Linked DNA regions of Bombyx mori: region 2 is linked to region 1. A link is a contact called in public Hi-C data. All regions are on one chromosome and are shown on one strand. Each heading gives the region's core, a stretch centred on a gene start, on an enhancer-like site or on the middle of the called end of the contact. The rest is flanking DNA. Distances are from core to core; before and after follow the strand shown.

Evidence for each region. Hi-C and Micro-C count contacts between places; a contact is called where the count stands out from the background.
Region 2: a contact with region 1 is called in a Hi-C map of posterior silk gland, with 2.6 times the contacts expected there. The contact joins the enhancer-like site here to the promoter of LOC101742228 in region 1. A contact is called at or near these places in 3 of 7 Hi-C or Micro-C datasets (middle silk gland, midgut and posterior silk gland).

The regions. Positions count from the first base shown.
Region 1 is chr23:18,727,021-18,730,607 of ASM3026992v2, reverse strand. It overlaps LOC101742228 (MAP kinase-activated protein kinase 2), which reads left to right and starts at 2,186. Exons shown (of 8, transcript XM_012694392.4): 1 at 2,186-2,537. The coding sequence starts at 2,445.
Region 2 is chr23:18,888,188-18,891,736 of ASM3026992v2, reverse strand. All of the region lies in intron 3 of LOC101742362 (synaptotagmin-7), which reads left to right. Among protein-coding and RNA genes, the nearest start is that of LOC134201041, 11 kb to the left of the region's middle. Within about 2 kb of position 2,111, at least 6 of the 8 cell types and tissues checked have open chromatin away from gene starts, as enhancers often do.

The DNA.
Region 1 (3,587 bases), core at 937-3,436:
ACATATCTATGAGCTTCGGTAACCACTTAGCACCAAATGGGCCGTGAGCTCGTCCACCCACCTAAGCAACAAAAAAGTAAAAATTGCTTCAACTCAAACTTGCATCGCCCCCAAAGTGTAACCAAGTCCAAGACCCAATTAAATTAACCGCTATTCTACATAATTATCCAGCATAAAAACAATATAGTAATTAAGCTCAACAAGCATTTCAACGCTGCTATTTAAGTGTTCAATTTAAAATAGATCGATAATACTGCGTCTCATTTACACTGTGTTACACAGTGGGCGTATTAAGTAACTCCATAGCATTCGCCAAACATAGGACGATACCGATTTCTTTTCGAAAGTTCAAAACGCCACCACGATTAACCTTAAAGGATTACATTACGAAGCGCGCTCTCTCTCGTCGCAGAATCAACCCAGGGCAGTGAATGAAAGTACAAATTTTAACTGATTAAAAGAGAGAAGGTAGTTCTCAGTTCGAATTTGTTTCAGAACTTGTTTTCTAGATGAATCAATTTTGATGATCATTTTCTTTGTTTAAAGTTCGCATCTCGTGTAACATCTGACTATTAATAGTGCTTAAGTTATCTTTAGTAATGCATATTTAATTGACTTGGACTGCATAGATGATATCCTAATTTTATTCTGTTGAAATCAATTTTCGCTTTTGTTAATTAATTGCATTATGTAATAATGTTTTATGACTGATCGTAACTTAAGTTTGGTATTCTTAAATGAACGGAAAATTTTCGATGACTGCCCCAGCCATTTACCAGCAGAGATAGGCATATGACGACGTCTCTGACTCTAACGCTGAGACGTCACACAGGTTTCGGAGCTTCTCGGCAAGTCTGATCCCGATCCGGTAGTGGAAGCATTCGCGAAACAGCTATCCTGGAGCTATCGGATATCCTTCGCAGGCACTCAGGCAGCTGTTGTCATATCCCACACGTCTTGGCTGAGCCCATGTGCCCGCACCCGTCTCGGCGAAGTTGGAAGGCCTTCGGGTCACCAAAGATCAAATCTAATAATGAAAACATACAGTGCGACGCTACCTACTCGTTACTAAGAACTTTCCATTAATAGACGGATTTAGGTATTTGTCTTGATATTTTATCCAGCGTAAATGATGTTCGAATTTGACATCGCTTACATTACCGTGTGCTTAGTGCGAGCTTTTTAACCTTCTCGATAACATAAAAGTTAACTAAAACTGTATGCAGTTGGAACGTTTGCCGACTATATAATTTATTTAAATTAGTATTAGTGAATTGAAGAACGTTTGTACTAGATTCGTTTGCTCGTCTGCCAACATGAGCAATAAAAAAAATGCAAAATTCAAAACCACACCAAAACAGTTCACAAATAAAAACGAACATAAAACAAAGTATTAAAATGTAATATTGTGAAATCAGATGTGTTTCGTTGACACAATAAACATCCGGGTCAAGGCCTTTGTGCCCATCATGGAAGTCACTTAGCGTGAAGGTACAACGCAAGTAAAATATGAAATCTGTCTTTTTTTATTTCTATCTGCTCATTCTGCCAGTACAACCAGATATTGCACGTGCCTGTTACATAAGTTAATAAATAAGTTTCAAATTAGCGTAATTATTCATGTTTATTTTGTATGATCTCGAATGTACTAGCGTTTGTGACTTGTGTACATGTAGTGACATCTATCTGCCATAATCATAAATTATTAAGCTGAGCGAAGAGAAACCAATTTTAATAGTCATGCAATCCAAAATAATGGCATTTCGTGACAGATTAAATTTCATAAAGTACATGCTTGTCGGCAACAGATGTCGCTTTAGAAGTCGAACGACAATTCATCTTTTCTTATAACATAATTTAAATAAAAGAATTAATTTATGTTTTGGTATTGTTAACTTTTCTAATAGTTGCAAAATTAAAATTAATCCTGTTGTCCAAAATTGTAATTGTCAAATGTATTATCGAATAATCAAAAAAATCCTTATCCACGATCTTGTGTAGCCATATCTTTAAAATTGAATTAAGTATTAGAATTTTTTTAGTTTACATTCCCTACAAGTTATATATGAGCCAATGACAATATTTAACAATTAGAAATTTAAAAATATTATGTACGTTTTGTGTTAAATATATTAATAGGGCGCTCATTTATTTCTAAAACTTTGTCATTTTCATTCTGATATTTTTATATCTTTCGTCTGACAACACAGCAGTTTTGCTCAATCAACGCTGCAGCGAGTAGCGGGGTTCGTGTGTAGAATTTGTCATTCGTACAAATTTAGATAACAAAATCACGAAATTAGGTGAAAACGTTGTGATCGAATATAAATAACGGCAGTTAATTTCGTTTTGGTGTGTAATATAGACAGTGTCGTTCTAAACCCTGTGCTATTGTGTGAAAAAAGTGGTAAAACACGAATGCTTAATCTCGAAAGTGTTACAAAATGAGTAATTTCGCGAAAATTGTCAAAACTACGCCGATTACAGATGATTACGACATCTCAAATACAGTCCTCGGCCTTGGGATCAATGGAAAGGTTCGTTTTATTTATAAATTTATCAGGAGAAACGGTTGATTTGACTGACGAGAACAATGTTTACAATTATGACGTAAACGTATAAAATTAGCTTACCTTACCCGCACACCTTTAATGTGACTTATCATACTATTATCACCGTCTATTGGCGCGAATGCAATTAGGCTCCGTGCTTACCTACTAAATTTGAGCTTTATCTCAAAGATTTCAAAATCCGAAGAAAACAATTTGAAATAATGCAAAATGGCGCAATTTTACCTCGTAGGAACACTGTATTGCACATCACATCTAACAACACCACAGTTTAATTCATAAAATTGTGAAATAACTTTTCCACATTGTATATAGACAAATAATCATGAGTCATGCTAAAAAAAACAGTTTGAGAATTATCACTGGAGGTTCTTGGTAATTGTTCTTACATTATCAATATGTATGAGCAACTATGACCTGTAAGATAATTCATTCAATGCACATATATTATTTAATTGACAAATTTATTTAAATTTCTCTAAATACTTCATACACCAACATGTGTCTGTGATTTTGAACAAAAATATAGAAACTTGATGCTTTGATATGTAACATTGCTCTCTATGACATAATAAATGCCAAATTTATCAATCTAGCTATATTTATTTTATTAATAGAACAAAAGCCACTACAGCCTACAGGAACAAAATGCATTAAGTTATATTGATGGATGAGATTATGCCCACATTCAAATCAGGTTAGAAATACAATATATTTGTAATAGTAAATTATATGTTACAATATTATTATTATATACAATATTTATTTTAATATATAAGATGTCTTGTCTCGTATATAACATAAATTGTAAAGCAAGACTACACAGTGAAGGAATGACATAATTAAAAATTGAGCTCCAAGATCTATAACCAATTATTAAGAGAAGATATTTTAAACTTAGCTACTGCCACCACAATTTAGATAAGTTTTATTATTATAAACCACAATGCTGTCTATTTTTATATATGTCTTTTATATTTATATAGTTTAGCTATATCTTTAACGCAATGACATAAT
Region 2 (3,549 bases), core at 862-3,361, 160 kb before region 1:
AAAGTATAACTTCTTACGCGCGTACATAAGTACACGCACCCTTTTTTTTATGGGATGGTCGACTGCCGCTGCCTATAAAAGTCAGTACGGGAAAGGTTACATTTATACACGTCATTTCGGATCCTCCCGATCCACTAACAGCGCTTTTAGGTACCCCAAGCACTGGTCATCGTCCTCGCCGAACCCGTCGCTTGCGACGAAGGGCTCGACGAGTAAATTAACCCACAGACACAGCCCACTGAGTTTCTCGCCGGATCTTCTCAGTGGGTCGCGTTTGCGATCCGGTGGTAGATTCGGCGAAGCACTGCTCTTGCTAGAATTAGTGTTAGCAACGTCGTCAGGTTTGAGCCTCGTGAGCTCATCTACTCGTTAAGGTTACGCTGAAATGGTCTCTCAAGACCATCGGCTTATTGCTTATTAGTGGACGAACTCACAGTCCACCTGGTGTTAAATGGTTACTGGAGCCCATAGACATCTACAAAGTAAATGGGCCATCCACCTTGAGTTAAAAGTTCTAAGGTACAACACAGGATCGAATCTAAGCGATAATATTAAAGATTTTCTTAGTGAATATAATACAAACAAAGTTGATACGCCTTGTAGAAGTCGAAAACATACTCTTTACACACTTCGGCAGAGGGCTCTTCAGCAAAAGTGATCTAAAAGAACACTCGATATTCCACGTACTCTCTGAGTCTGAGGTAGAATGAGGTCTAAGTATTTACCCCTTTAAACTGTGGTAGAACTCATACGAGTGATTTATGGAGACGAATAGTCAAGAGAATAAAAAAAAAAAACATGTGTGCAATTCACACGTGGTAGAAGTGAAACCTTCCAAAATTAAAATACAATTATCCTAAACGTCTTAAGTATATGTAAAATTTTGTCATTAGTAAATAATTGTAAGGTAGCGCCCTCTGTGAATTGATATTTTAATTTCACGTTAAATTAAAATTCACTACAAGAGCTTTCATACACACGTTAGTATTAAAAAATCTCACAGATGGCGCTGTATTAAATAGTATGTATATTTCTGTCTCATTCTTTGCCGGCTTCATCCTACATATTTTTGTATTTGTGTCTCTTACCTGTCGTTTTTTCCGTTGCATCCGGTTTGAAATCACAACGATTCTAAAGAAGTTTTCACTTCAATAATAAATAATCCATAAAACCTCTTGAAAGTCGTAGAATCGAACAAATAAAGGTTTTATGGAGGTTTTAAACTGAACAATTACCACTAATATGGTTCGATTCATGACTGTGAGCTATTTCTTTTTATCGTTTTTAACAGTAACAATTGTAGCTTAGACTTTATTATTTATTAATCGTGAACTGTCAGACCTGTGCTGATAGCTTTGAGAGGCTATTTCAGCTTCTCCTTGACGTGAAGGTGAGCTCACGGGGCTCAAACCGGGAGTGTTGCTAACACTGGCCCTAGCAAGAGCAGTGCTTTGCAGAATCTAACACCGGATCGGAAACGCGACCCACTGAGAAGATCCGGCAAGAAACTCAGTGGGCTGGTATTCATGAAATTCATTTTTCATTTTATACAATTCAATAACAATTTCTTCAGCTATTTGAATGGAGTAAACTTAATTATTGAAGATCAATTAAAAATATGATGATATTGATGCTAATACCAAATAAAAAGCACCTTTAATTACGAAGATTAATGTCGCGTATTGAGTGAATGTCGCTTTCACCCTTCGAATTACTTAAATAATTTGTTTTTAACGACGCAAAAAGCTATGAGATTCAGAAAAAAATTGTTGTCACACGTAATAAAGAGCGGCCTCTAGTGAAATAAGCTGGTAGCTTTTGACACTGCCACCTATGAAATAATAACAAAACTAAAAAATACATCACGACAAGCTAGTGCGAAATAAATACAATAGGTGGCGCTATTTACGAAAATCATCGTAAATTTGTTATATTTACAAACAGGAAATTAATTTTAAATAAACTGGACACGTATAAAATTGATTTCACTTATATTTGTCTAAAAAAATTTGTTTTATTTTCTAAAACGAGTCTGTGTAATTAAAAAAACTAGTAATTTAATTTAACACGAGATGTCGCTTATTATATCTTTAGTTCGCTGCTATGTTTCATAGATGGCAGTAATACTTACTTTTGCGACAATGTTCATTGTTTCAGAATTAACAAAAAGATTTTGCTATAATGAGTAAGCACTCTTGTCATTTATTAATCGATTAAAATAGTCAATGTAATAATTATGTATTTTCGGATCGATTGGTAGCAAGTTCCTATTAACTTTCCTAACCTAATACTATCACTTTAAAAAAACCTCAATCGCTTTGTTTCGACGTGAAAGAAGGGCAAACCAACAAACAACACATTTTCACATTTATCATATTAAAATTATGGAAAAAATGCTTCAAAATTACACGTATATTGTATAGTAAGTATTTATATAACTATTGTTTATAATTATGTGCGTTCAATTTTCAGTCTGAATATTGTTAGCAGGACGTAGTCCATTGCAGTATAAATATTATTGTATCAGAGTTTCTCCAGATAAAAACAGTTATTTAAATGTCTTTAATAATAAAATGCCAATTGTAGAACCAAAAATGGAGGAAACGAAACAAACCATCGAAAGATGAAACAGAGTAAGTTCTTCTCTTTGCCACGCTGTAATGGATATATGGGGATTATAACCCAAGGGAGAGTCGATGTCGGGCAGGCCGGTCGTAAAGCTCATGTAAAAACCCCATGTATCATGAATAATCATGATACGTTACTCCGATCCCACATGATACGGTGTAAAAGCAAGAAGATGAAGCAATTCTGAAATCAGTAAAAGTGTATAGTGACAAAAAAAAACCTCAGAATGATTGCTGTTATAGATAAAAAAAAATGAAACACTAATTTATCTAACAACACAACTATACAACTGCAAAACCACTAATACAAACTAAGTCTCTATTAAACATTAAGAAGACATGTAGAACTTATAGAACATTACCAACTGCCTTTTTGTCATCGATACGACATGCCTAAAATTTCCGAGAACATTCTTGACAGGTCGAGTAGTTTCAGTATGTGTTTCCATTGTTTTATAATAGATGGCGTTGAACTTCTCGAGCTTTCTCAATTTTACTAATTCTTTTGATATTCCTTTTGCTATTCGACGATATATGACGTTACTCTTACCGGCGTAACAGTATTTAGTAGTCTTCACGTAAATATTGCAGAACGAAATTGGCGAAGCAATAACAAAAAACATGCTTAAAAAAGGTTTTACTCTAGATGAATACAAATTTCAGGGTTTTAAAATTGCCTTTATAGGCGGACGAGCTATTGGCCCATCCAATTTAGAGTGCTCACCGTCACTCATAAAGCTTAGCAATGCCAAAGTCAGCTGCTGCTTACCGCTATGTAGTCTCCGCAAACCTCGAAAAAGGACATGTCATAACGATAAGGTAGTAACTGTGGAAGGAAATTCTTGCTAAAGCATAATGGTGCGTGGCAAAAACGTGGTCAACCCACAGACACAGCTCACTGAGTTTCTCGCCGGATATTCTC